Linked DNA regions of Sus scrofa: region 1 is linked to region 2. A link is a contact called in public HiChIP or PLAC-seq data. All regions are on one chromosome and are shown on one strand. The core of a region is the stretch at or near the end of the contact, and the rest is flanking DNA. Distances in the headings are between cores, read along the strand shown.

Evidence for each region. HiChIP or PLAC-seq counts read pairs in DNA pulled down with a chosen protein or histone mark.
Region 1: a contact with region 2 is called in an H3K27ac HiChIP or PLAC-seq map of alveolar macrophages. The contact joins two enhancer-like sites. A contact is called at or near these places in 2 of 47 Hi-C or Micro-C datasets (embryonic fibroblasts and fibroblasts) and 1 of 2 datasets of contacts at active chromatin or transcription factors (alveolar macrophages).

The regions. Positions count from the first base shown.
Region 1 is chr15:104,255,055-104,261,873 of Sscrofa11.1, reverse strand. No RefSeq gene overlaps it. Among named protein-coding and RNA genes, the nearest start is that of AOX4, 71 kb to the left of the region's middle. Within about 2 kb of position 5,058, at least 7 of the 83 cell types and tissues checked have an H3K27ac peak or open chromatin away from gene starts, as enhancers often do. A contact at or near this core is called in alveolar macrophages, where this site is marked.
Region 2 is chr15:104,066,853-104,073,580 of Sscrofa11.1, reverse strand. KCTD18 (BTB/POZ domain-containing protein KCTD18) reads left to right here. Exons shown (of 7, transcript XM_003133574.5): 7 at 732-3,373. The coding sequence ends at 1,182. Among named protein-coding and RNA genes, the nearest start is that of KCTD18, 29 kb to the left of the region's middle. Within about 2 kb of position 4,345, at least 9 of the 83 cell types and tissues checked have an H3K27ac peak or open chromatin away from gene starts, as enhancers often do. A contact at or near this core is called in alveolar macrophages, where this site is marked.

The DNA.
Region 1 (6,819 bases), core at 3,809-6,308, 190 kb before region 2:
ACCAAACAGAAACTGCTAAGAAAATAGTGAAATCACTTCAGTGCCACCCACTTCTAGTTTCTGGGTTGGAGGAGGACTCAAATTATGATTTATGGATGAAGAATTCATTCTGAAATTATGCATGCATGGCTTGCATGAATAGATAAAATATGGTTAAGCAGAGTAACCTCAGGTGCTGGCTGCTGGCAGTGGCTGGATGGGAATAGCAGAGTAGGAGGGAGAATGTTTGTGTGCTCGCCCCTCCATTCATATGTTGAAATCATAACCTCAAAGATGACGGTATTAGGAGGTGAGGCTTTGGGAGGTGCTTTGGTCATGAGGGTAGAGCCCTCATGAGTGGAATTAGTAATTTCTAAGAGAGGTACTAATCCAAAGAGATCCCTGCCCCTTTCTACCATGTGAGGACACAGCTATGGCACCAACTGTGAATCAGGAAGAGGCCCTTCGCCAGGAAGTGACATGCAGGCACCAAGATTTTGGACTTCCAGCCTCTAGGACCATGAGAAATAAATTTCTGTTGTGTATAAGCTACCAGTCTGTGGTATTTTGTTGTAACGGGTTGAACTGACTGAGGTGGCAGTGAGGGATGAAGAAGAAGGGGGTGTGAGCGGGGCGAGGGTGGGGTGTGGGGTGAGGCAGGAGCTGAGGCAGAGTGTTTGAAAGAGGGGGGAGTTCATATCATGGCTCAGTGGTAGTGAACCCAACTAATATCCATGGGGACTCGGGTTCAATCCCTGTGAGTTAAAGATTTGGTGTTGCCATGAGCTGTGGTGTAGGTCGCAGATACAGCTCGGATCTGGCGTTGCTGTGGCTGTGGCGTAGGCTGGCAGCTGCAGCTCTGATTCAACACCTAGCCTGGGATCTTCCATATGCCTCACCTGCAGCTCTAAAAAGACCAAAAAAGAAAGAAAAGAGACCAGGCAGCACCCCTGGGACAGTGACATCTTCAGGGCAGGGAGTTTTTATCCTCCCAACTAGGCACTATTGGACCCTCCCTTGACTGCCGTACAGAGGCTGGCAACACAAAGCTGACAAGGAATCAGGGCTCAGACGTGAGTAGGGGCAGAGGAACGATGGTCTGTCCTGGGGAAGCAGCCCCCCACCCCCACCCCCTACCCGGGAAGGCCATGGATGAGGATTCTATCCTTGAAGAATTCACTGTGAGTAAAGGATTGCAGATAGAAAGACTGAGATGACCATCAGTGGCTAAAGACCCTTGCAGAGAGAGAGGCAACCGTTCCTGCTCAAGCAGCTAGAATGTGGACAGAGCAGTTTCCAGAAGAAGCCAGAAGAAATGCAAAGCCCCAGCATTCAAGAGGAGGGTTTAGAATGGGCCTCAGACACAACCCAACAATTCTTTCATGAGAGACGCGGAGAAGTAACGAGGCTTGCTCTGCTGTGCGTTATCTATATGTAGATTATATTTTAAAGTTACTATTTTATAAATATATGTGATATGGCTGCTATAATATAGAATTACCCTAAAAAGGTTGAATAAATTGTGTCATCCTCATTCATATTTATTACCAAGTCAATTGTTCTCAATAAACACATTACTTGTATTTTTAAGGCAACAAGATCCCTCTTTGGGAGCTGTTATATATGGACTTTCTGGGCTGGACGGAACCTCAGCAGACAACAGGCAGACAAAATTTGGGGCCTGGTTGGGGGGGAACCAGGAAGGCAGCCCACCCCCACCCCCCAAACCTGGTCATTTACGTGGTTTATGCCACAAAGATCTGAAATTAGGTAGTCCATCCGATTCAGCATGTGAAAAGCACAGATGGATGCGACAGAAGATACTACCTTTCCTCAGGGAAGTATCTGCACCTGGAGGGCAGGCCTAGAGAAGGCAGGGCCACTCCCTTACCTGCCGAGCCACGCCCCTGGCCTGTGGTCCAGGTGGGTTCTCAGGTGGTTCGCACCTGCATCTTCCCCTCTGGGAGGTGCGCGGAGGCATCTCCCAGGCTGTCCTGCCTGAAGTGAGCTATCTTCCTTCATATTCTGTAAACCTGGAGAAGAGCGAGGAAGCAGGGAAAGAAGGCTTGCTGGGCATATGATGCCCTCTGTCTCTTTCATAAATGTTCCATTTTTCTATTAAAGTAACACATACTGGTTGCAGACCACCCTGTAAATACAGAAAGTAGGGAAAAGAGTAAAAATCGCTTAGACTCCCTGAAAAACAGCGGAAACCATTAGAACCCTTTTTTGCTCCTCGGACAAAGTCGGTGCTCCCTCCCAGGTGCCGTGTCTCCTGCTTCTCCCCTCCAGCTCAGGCAGCAGCGCTGTTTTCCAGCCCTTGGCAGGCACCGCACCCACCCTCTTTACCTGGTTACCCCCGCTTACCCTTTGATCTGAGCTAGGAGAAGCCTTCCCTAACTCCCCCCAAAAATAGGTCATCCCGCTATCTGCTCTTCTGACACCATGCACCTCCTCTTTTTAGCACGCACGAGTTGCGGTTTTACAGTTTGTGTGATTACTTGTTTGATACTTGCCTTCAGCTTCAGACTGAGACTTTGTGAGGATGGGGGTCCATGAACCTCTAGCTTGTAAATTACTCTTCTTACCTTTCCATTCCACTTCGTATTAGAGTCATGAGTTTTTAAAAACCTGTTCTGTTCTCATTCTAGCTGCTTAAGCTAGGACGGTTGTCTCTCTCTGCGGGGATCTTTTTTAGACCATTGTATCTCAGTGTCTAGCGCAAAGCTTGCTTCTTTGTCTTACTTGCTCAAACCCTCCTCATCTTTAGGACGGAGCTTGAATTGCACAACCTTTCACTGTGGCTTCAGTAGTTCTCTCTCTCATTTCCTGCTATGGTATCCAGTTCTGTATGACTGGCACTGAATTGTTCTCTAATGGAATCATATTCCTGGGTGACACTTGAAGCAAATGCTAACCTACTTTCCTGCCTCCCTCACTTCCTCCACCCATTAAACAAATATTCCTGTGCACCTACTGCGTGCCTGGTACCATTCTCGGGGCTGAGAGCAGACAAGGTCTTCTCTAACAGGAAGTCAGCATTCTAGTAGGGGGCGAGAGGCATCACCAGATCAATGAATAAATCAGTACTGTAGTTTCAGATGTGATGAGTGCTATAAAGAACCAAAGCCAGGTAATAGGGTCAGTGTGAGCACAGAGGCTCATCAACACACCTTAGTGATCCCATCAGTGGTGGTTATAAAATGTTGCCATGCCAGGAGTCAGGCTTAGGGGGGAAAAAACCTTAACTAATGAATCACTAGCTTGTAAATGATTCTTTTCTGTCTTTCCATTCCTCCTCATATTAGAGTCATGAGTTTTTGAAAAAGAAACTATTTTTCACACTTCACAGTTGCTCATGTCTCTAAGAATTTACTGGTATCACAGGCACTGCACAAATATTTTAGATTCTGTTTCATACTTTAATTCCTTCAGCAGAGGGAGCTCATGCTTTAATTTTGAGAGGCTTGACAAAATATAAGATTCTTTAAAAAGAGCCTGCAAAGCGGGAGTTCTCTGATGGCCTAGCGGGTTGAGGCTCCTGCGTTCTCACCGCTGTGGCTCTGGTTGCTGCTGTGCGGCGTAGGTTCAATCCCTGGCCCAGGAATTCCCACATACTGCCTGTGTGGCAAAAAAGAAAAAAAAAAAAAATACAAAAAAAAACAAGAGAGAACCTGAAATAAACGTTGCAACTCTCATTTTCTTGGAGCTAAAACCATTTGATTAAATGTGTAAATAGATGGGACTGACGAATTCATTTTGGGGCAGAATTTTCTTCAGTGAGGTTCTGTTTTACTTATCAAATAGCCTACTTAGAATAGGCATCCCAGCTCCGGAGTCCAAGGATTCATCCAGAAAGAAGACAGCTGTCCAACTCGTCCACCTTTCTGTTAAATTGCACTCTGAACTTGGGACATTAATTTATTTGACTTGTTCTAACAGGACTGTGATATAACACTGAATGCATGCGCATTGAAGTTTCTGCCCTTTGAAATTATAAATCTGATATTTATTTAGACTTCAAAGAATGTTTACTACAGCATGAGCCAAGGTCAAAGGCAGAGTAAATAAAGATTGAGAGAATGAATTAATCTCTTAGATAAAGAGCTAGCACCCTGCAGTTGACTCAGCAGTTGTGAAACCACAGGAAGTCAGCAACACAAACAGATGAAGTTTCATGTGTATAAAATACAGTTTCCAGTTATCCAAAGGACTGTAAAAATGACAGAAAAAGTATATTAGGTAGAATTTCCCTTATCATACATAATTGATCAGTAATTCTACATTCTAATTCCCATTTCTACAAGATAGAAAGCAACTTTTAAAAGCGTACGATTTTCTTAACACCAAGTCAAATAGATTTGTTAATAGAAAATAGAGGGAAAATGTTCAGAAAAGCATGAAAAACATGAGATATTTATTTTACTCAGTGCTTACAACTGTATATCTAGCTTTAAAATTAATGTATGCAGTGTTTTAAATGAGCATTTACATTTATCTTTTCCTCTCTTAAAAATCCCCAAATTCTCCATTAAAAAATCGCTGTAATTCAGCTAATCAAAAAATAGTACAACTTTGAAAGCACCCCATAGATTGTAGGGGACAGTTCCACCGATGAAAAAAGAAAATATAAGTGTCAAATATGGCCCTTATTACGTTTTCAGTAGGCTTGACTTACCAGCGTACAGCCCAGTGCCTGGCACATGGTTCAGTGCGTAATAACTATAAACTTAATAGACAAATGAGTGTTTAAAAATGATTTTACTTTACACGTCCTGTTCACAGAGTGATCTAAAGAATTGAATCTAAAAGAAAGAAAGAGAAAAAAAAAATGAGTCCTCAATTGTAAAGAAAAAAAATACTTGCCTCTCCTTGTTGGATTCCTTTGGGACAGGCACCAAACTGCTTCTGCTGGTTGGAGAAGGGAAAACTGAAGGAGGACCTGGTGGCCACGGTGGCCGGTGAGGCTGCCTTGGGCTATGTAACAGAAGATGCGGTCTCTGTTCTCATCTGCTGCTGGAGGGAAGAAAGCAACTGAGCAGTCCTTGAATAATGGAGACCGTTAAAGACAGCTGAATGACTTCCTGGGCGAGTCAACAAACATTTGTTGAGCCACAGCTATGTGCAGAAAATTGAGTCTCAAGAGACCGTGTACAACCCTTACTAGGATTTTCTGAATTTTCCAAAGATCAGATGTGGTTGAACCTTACACTACAAAATATGATTTCCTCCATCCATACAATCCTGTGATTTCGTTAGTGTCAAATAGCCTTAGCTTTTTTTTTTTTTCAGTAACACCACCTGTGACATAGGACCTTGTTATAATAAATGAGAACACATCTTTGTGTTAGCACTATAAATAATTCCAAAATCCTTGCAAGAGTGATAATAATTGGATGGAAAGCTTCTTTAAACTTTGTGGCAGGCCCTAACAGGTAGGAGAATTATTAGTAGTAGGAAAAAAGCCAGCTAGATTTCATGTTGCAAATAGCACTGTGACCTAGAAGCATTTCCATAGGCCTAATAAGCTAAGTGAAATAAGACTGTGACAAATGAGACCTGTTTTCAACCACATTCTAGTGTTGGACTGAGAGACCAAATTGTTCTTTAGGAACCAGAGATATAAATTGTGTAACAAGCTGGCTATTAGTTGGGCAACAGAGTGGGTTTGAATCACCAGGGTATATATTTTGATTTGTGAGTAGGTGTCATGACACATCTTCTTTCCTTAATTTTGATTTTCCAAGGAGGAAGTGGGAACTGTGGCATCATTGCTGTCACCATTGCAGGTGTTCCCATCTTTAGGGGTCCTTAATTTTCAGTCCCAGAAGGGGAGCTTTAGGGGTCCTTAATTTTCAGTCCCAGAAGGCCATTTATGGTTCTTAAGGTGATCCAGGGAGTCTTCTCCCCCTGGAAAGCCACAAACTTCTTTTGGGGATCTTTCACCATTCTCTGCAACAGATAAATGCAGATTCAATGTCGGTGTCAATGACAAACACAGGTACTTCATTAGAGCTCCCAAACTGAACAAGATTCAGTGGAACCCACCATGAGTAACAGAACAAAGACAGAGACCTAAAGAACAGTGTCCTAATCAATTCACAATTAAATTCACTGCTTTGCATATTTATTTTTCCATCTCTTCTGGTTTTAAAAAAAGTGGATTTTAATTAAATCTTAACTTATAAATAAACAAGAATCTTAATGTGCCAGGGATGAGATTTCTCATGTCAGCTTCTCAACTGAGGAAATAATTGTTGGCTAAGTTACAAATGATGACAGAACATCAACAGAGAATTAACTGTATATGCACTGGGGTGTGTATGCTATTTATTATCAGGAAAGCTTGCAAGATGCAAAAACACTGAGACCACCAGGAGATAGGAGACTCAAGTTCTGAGTCCAGACTGGCCGATAGGGAGCAAGGTCAATTTAGGAAAACCTCAGAGCCTCTCTAGGCCTGACGTTAGCTGCAGATTAGGGAATTGAGTAGACACTTTTCTGACACTCAGAGGTCAGACTTCTGTGAGGTAAGGCTGGCTGTTTTGTTGAAATATAGTAAAACCAGAGAATGTTAGAATTTTTCAAGCCAGTAGGGACCCTGCTTTCACTGACCATCACAGTTTCCCACGCAGGAGGGAGGAGTTTCACGGCTACCATTGAAAGCTAGACTTTTCTCAGTTAGCAGAAGTAGTTAGTGCATAGCATTTCTTTAAAGTTTTTGTAGGTTTTCTCAAAAACCAATGGCACTGCAAATGATAGTTAGCAATAAGATGCAATGAATGAGAAAATAGGGTAATTTGCAAATAGTACCCCATATTTAGTTGGCTGAACTTTTTT
Region 2 (6,728 bases), core at 3,096-5,595:
AATAAAATATGCCGTAGCATTTCTCATATATTTGTGAAACCCTTTTTTTTTTTCTTTTCTTTCTTTCTTTCTTTTTTTTTTTTGTCTTTTGTCTGTTTTTTTTAGGGCCACACCTGTGGCATCCAGAGGTTCCCAGGCTAGGGGTCGAATAGGAACTGTTGCTGCCGGCCTGTGCCAGAGCCACAGAAACGCTAGATCTGTGTCTGCAACCTACACTACAGCTCATGGCAACACCAGATCCTTAACCCACTGAGTAAGGCCAGGGATCGAACCCACAACCTCATGGTTCCTAGTCAGATTCGTTTCCGCTGTGCCATGATGGGAACTCCAAACCCCTTTTTTTCTCAGTAAATCTCTTGAAACTGATATTCCGGGAAAAATAACTTGGAACACCCCTGGTTGTCCTCAAAATCACATCAGTATTTGGGGGAAAGGAGTGATGTGCTGTGTAATTCTGGTGTAACACTCCAAATTTTAACTCTTCATTGGTATTAACATCATATGTGTTTAAAAGAGTGTATTCAAGTTGAAATAATCATTTGTAAACCTGCTAATTTACTTATTGACGGGAGATGAGAGGCGAGGTAGGTTGACACCTCCAAGCCTCTTCACTCAAAATCTTGACAAAAACCTTTTGGGGGACCCTTTTTGTTTGAAGGTACACTTTGGAGACCCTGTCATTAGTTACTGAACCTGTAAATGCTGACAAGGACCTGCTTCTGTATTTACAGGCGACTGACAGCCTTCAATGAAGAGGAGGAAGAAGGCGAGAACTGTAAGACGGGCCCTAAACCTGTCCGATTTTTGGGTCCTTCCACCAGCACCCAAATTAAAGTCAAGAATTCCGCTTCCGTCAGGGTGTCCCCGGCCAGGGCGTCGGTGAACACGGCTGCGGGAGGAAAGGCAGCCCAGCGCTGTGCCCCGACGAGAGTCCCATCCCTGGTGGGTACCGCGGGTGCTGAGAACGGAGCTGGGCACCCACCTCCAGCTAAGGTTCTGCTCTCCGACAAGAAGGCCACCCCGCCCCGAGTGATAAAACTGAAGCGGACTCCCCTGTGTGCCACCGGGCCTTCCCCGCCCGCCTGCCCCGCGGCGAGGACCGTGGGGACCCCGGAGCCGCCCCCCAACGCCCCCGGCGCCCTGGACCTGTGGACTGAGAATGGGCAGCGGCAGACGGATTGATGGAAACAGGGCCTCAGGACATCCCGTTTGCCCTTCTGAGCTTCCAGCCCGTTTAATACAAATAAGTGCCACTCTGCTGACGCACTCGAGGTGAAAATTTAAGTTTCTGTTTAGGACGAATGGTGTGAAAAGGAATGGGTTGTGTGAAGAGGGATGAGGAGGGAGATTGCAAGTGTCTCCGTTTCCCAGCGTTTCAATTTACTTGTCGAGGGCCAGTTGCAATTTCAGGTTTTTAAATGTTTGAAAATGTTTCACTGGTATTAAGGCAACAAGACAGTCCAGCACAATCATCGCTAAGGAAGTCCACTGTGTTGCTGCAATAATTCTAGCTTTTAGGTACTTATTTAATGTTTCTCATTGCGGCCAGGGATTGGAAAGGGGGTTGGGTTTAGACCTTTCTGTCTGGCGACATGGGGAGGGTGGTGGTAGTGCTTCCCTGTGCTTTGTCACAGATGCAGGAGGTTGGAGACCACATAGGTCAAGGTGAACTCCGCCAGGATCACTCTCAGTCTCAAAAGGTAGTGTGAAAAGATAGGTAGGAAAAGCAAGACGATAATTTGAGATCACATTTTGACTCTCACTTAATCAAACCGTTTTCTCTCCTAGATTGGCTTTTCCTACACTTTTCTGTTAGCAGATTTATTTATACATCACAGGAAGATTTCTTGGGATAAGAACGATATAATGCATCTTTGGAATGAACTGCTGAAATATTTTGAGTCCGAAGAGTGAATTTTGAAAACACTTTGAAAAAGAAGTTAAAAGTTTAACTTTTTAACTAAAGCTAATGTTTGTTTTTCAGAAATGACCATTGAGTTATTCTGATTATACAGTATGATTTTTATGCATAAAATTTCCATGTAACTTGAATTTAATATTTTTAAACAGAATAGTTAATCTTCTATTTTTTCACAACTGTTCATTTGTATGTGTTTACACGTACAGGTTATGTTTTATAATTGGATCACATATTTCTACCTTCAGTGAGCAGTATGCCTGCAGTGTATTAAAAATAAGTTCATAAAGCAGGGTAGTTTTTACTCAGTGCTTACATTGGTTCGAAAGAGTAAATATACTCAAGACATTACTTTTCACAAAATACAGTAAAACGTTTCCATAAAAAGTGAAAATTTTCTGTGACTATACTTATTTCTAAGCCTTGGTGCCGTTTGGTAGTTTGAAAGCTTGTTCAGTTATATAGGTTATCTATTTCTACTTTCGCAGTTGCTTTCTTGTCTAGTTAATGTATGAAATTATTAAACCAATTTTGGATAGCTATCCAAATACCAGCAACTTTCTAAAATAAGTGGCTAGAAAAAGTGAATATTTAACTAAAGATTTATGAATGATATTCCCCTATAGAATATATAAAATATTCAGTCACCTTGAAAAATACTGTCATAAAGAATCCAGGACCTCTCCAGTGAGTTTTGAAAACTTCCATTTAGGATATTATTAGTATTGTTTGATCTACGACCTTTTTTTTTTTTTTTTTCTTTTTGCCTTTTCTAGGGCCGCTCCCGTGGCATATGGAGGTTCCCAGGGTAGGGGTCAAATTGGTGCTGTAGCCACTGGCTTATGCCAGAGCCACAGCAATGCAGGATCTGAGATGCATCTGCAACCTGCACCACAGCTTGTGGCAACACCAGATCCCTTAACCCACTGAGCAAGGCCAGGGATCGAACCTCCAACCTCATGGTTCCTAGTCGGATTCGTTAACCACAGAGCCACGACGGAAACTCCAACGACATTTTGAATTGCTGATTCATATGAGAACATATTATACTAATAGACATGTATTTTACACATAATAAACATATATCTGGAAAGGAAATATTTTGAAGATTAATCATGGATGATTCAGTCAACAGCTTGCATTTCTTTTGCACCAAGTAGTTTAAGGGACATCTATAGAGCACATTTGGCCTTTATGAGAAGAGTTTTGGGAGTAACTACGGGGCCTTGGTGCAGCTGAGGTGGAAAGGGACAAACCATCTCTTAGGGGTATCAGGAGTCAAAATCAAATTCAGAATGTTCCAGTAACCTGAACATTACTTTATTTGGGTGTGGTTCCCTCGGGGTTAGGTTCATACATTTTGCCTCATACCAGACTCTGTAAGCATTAAAGAGTTGGTAACTCATCATAACCCATTGCTCTTCCTGGAAAAATAAAAAATTTTTCAAAGGAAAATGTGCTTTATAAATAGTGATTCAGTATCCTTACTTTGGAAAAGTAGGTTTGTGTGGTTGTTGGGTCAGAGGACACAATGGAAATTCTGAGTGATGAGTGGGATATATATGTATTGCTCACATAAAAAATAGAATTGACTCTATCCTTGCAGGGAATCTGTGTTGAAAACTGCTTTGCCCTGATTAAACCTGGTTATTTATATGGTAGTGAGCCTGAGGCTGGCAGTAGGGATCTACCGAGGACTTCGTTTCATTTGTATTTTTCAATAACAAATTTTTGTTCCAGTATTGCCTTAAGTTATAGTTTATAAAGTATTGTCATCTATTTTATTTCAATGTGCTGATTTTGCATTTTAGTTTCAGAACAACGTAATGAAGGCAGTCTTTTCCAATCCTTTAAAGATCAAGAAAATGAGGTTCAGCAAAGTTAAGGCTGTGCATAAAGACCCCTCTACACACACACATTTTAGCCATATAATCTGATTTCCATAGAGTGACGCAGCATCACTGACCAAAGGAAAAGCTAGAAGGAGGAAGTAGATGTAAAAGTGTGAATTTGTTTAATATTTAAAGTTTTTGAGCAGGAAGGTATTATGGTATTAGATTACGTGTCTGTCTTCTGCTAGACAGGGACTCTGTCGCCTGGTACACAGTAGGCCTCCAGTAAATTGCTGACAGGGCCAACCCCTTGTCCCCCCAATTATTTTATAAAATGGATCTGGTTGCAGTCTTCAAGGGGTGCAGAAACTGATTTCTGACCTTGCAGGATTTATCCTGTTAGAACAAAGGAGTTGCTGGTGAAAGTTCTTTAATTCGGTCATTATTGCTAATGACCACAATTACCATTAGTAATGACCGTAACAGTTATATAACTTGTCAGGTTGTTTAGAGTAATTCAGAGACTGTGGATCATGAAACCCCAGAGAGGTCAGACACACTGCCTGACTTCTGAGAAAGGGGAAAGGCAGTCTCTTCTTGCATTACTGCTCCTGCTAGAATTGCTGATGCAATTTCCTTTTCATTCACAGACTGAATCCCATTGCTTCCTTAGCGAGTGCTCACATTGAGAAAATGGTTGATTCACTTCCCAGTCCATGGTTAAATACCATATAATTATTATCCAACTACACTTTGATTTCTAAAGAAGGAATTCATGTACAAGCATATTTGGCTGTCCCTGAGAAACTGTTTATAGAAAAATTTTATTTAAATAACATTTTGTTTTGTTTTGTTTTGGTATTTTCTGTTTTTGTTTGGTTTTGTTTCAGCCTCGGCCAGGGTGTGTGGAAGTTCCCCAGCCAGGGATGGAGCCTGTGCCACAGGAGTGACCCAAGCCATTACAGTGACAATGCTAGATAATGCTAGATCTTTAACCTGCTGCACCATGAGAGAATTTCCTCAAATAGTATTTTGAATGTGCACAAAGACTGTGGTAATAAATTGTTTCATAAAGGGGAATGTGCCAACATTTCTATGAATATGAGGTGCCTTATAAAGGATTGCCTTAGTTATTACGCCTGCAATCCCTTTGAATAGCTTTAATCTACATTAAGTGAGGATGGGGAAGCAGAAAGAACGCACTTAGTAAAATGAAAGGAAACGGCTTCTACTCCAGCAAATGGAAAGTATTTTTAAATGAGTTACATATGTGTATTCCTAAGCTAACCAGGAACTTTTTAATTATGGAAACTACTGTCATTTCCCAAATGCTGAAGACTGTCAACAAGTTGCTGATTCCTCAGCCAGTGAAGAGTGAATGAGTGATTCTATGTTTTTTTTTGGGTTTTTGTTTTTGTTTTTTGTTTTTTTTTGCTTTTTAGGGCCACACCTGTGGCATACAGAGGTTCCAGGCTAGGAGTCGAATCAGAGCTACAGCTGCCGGCCTACACCAGAGCCATAGCAACGCCAGATCCGAGCTGCGTCTGCAACCTACACCACATCTCACGGCAACACCGGATCCTTAACCCACCGTGTGAAGCCAGAGATCGAACTGGAAAACTCATGGTTTCTGCTGTGCAACGTTGGGAACTCCAAGTGATTCTTTGTTGAGGGCTGCCTGTTTCAATCAGATGAAATCAAATGCAGGATTTCAAGCCTGTTGTACAGCCAGAAAAGGAAACATCATGAATTAACTAACAGGGAAAAAAAATGTGGTTTCCAGCTGTTTTTAGAATTTCATATTCAGGGAATTTGGTTGGTGGTGCAGCCTCAGAGAGACCATTTTCACGTAGAGCCCTGTCAGCCTCATGAGCTTTGCATGGTGCACATTGTTACAGAAAAGCTAATCTTTCTTTGTTCACATGTGTTGCCTCAGACAGCCCATACACATTTCATATTCGCTAGCTAGACACGAGCTGAGGTAGGCTGGAGCTAAGACAAACAGAATTTTACAGTAACTGTCAGTCAATACTCTGTCCTACTTGTTTATTTAACAACTTTTCATTTTATAACATGGCTTCTCACACTTTCCCTTCTTTTACCCGAAAGCCCTCTACACCTTAGTAAAGTTTCGCTCAGCGACAGAGATGAATTTGGGGACCTGAAACGGAGAAGAGAAACTTGTTTTAAACAGAGAGCACTTTATAGAAAGAAAAGGTTAGCATGTTTGCTAAAGTTGGAAAAAGACGGATATTGCTGCCTTCTGAGAAGATTCTTGAATATTTGGAGCTTCTGCTTCAATCGCAGCTCTTTCAAGAACTTATCCCTTAATTTCTTGGAAAATGTGAGAGTGCAGCTTCTATGTAGATGACATGAAAGCCCGAGGGCGTCAGAAATTGTATTATTTAGACCCCAGCTGTGGGCCGGACGGTCTGGATTTGGTAATGGAGCCTGGACCAACCAGGAACTCAGCAGAGCTGGAGGAACAGGGCAGCCTGTCCTTGCTCATCCACTGTTTGTTTTCTTCCTCCAAATCCCTCGGACCCTCAAGGTCAGGGTTTTTCAACCGTGACACAGTTGACATTTTGGACTGGATAATTCTTTATTGTGCACAACTGTACTGTGCACGGCGGCATGTTGAGCCGCATCCCTGCCCCAGTTGTGACAATCAAAATGTCTCCAGACTTTTCCAAATGCCTCTTGGGGGTGGGGGGAGGTGACACAAAATCAATTACCCCTATTTGAGAACCATTGCTTTAGCCGGGTGGCTTAACCTGAGCAAAATACTTGTAACTGCCTCTCCTAATTGGGGGGTGTGGATGAGGAAGAGAACATTTTAGCTGTCAGTCATAGGCAGGAGTGGAGCCCTGGGAATTGAGAGAGAGGATGATACTAAAGGAAGTATGGCTCAGGCTTGCCAATTAAAAACTCCTAGTCTATCTCCCTTAGATTTCTGGTTTTGGTTGCCACTCTAACCA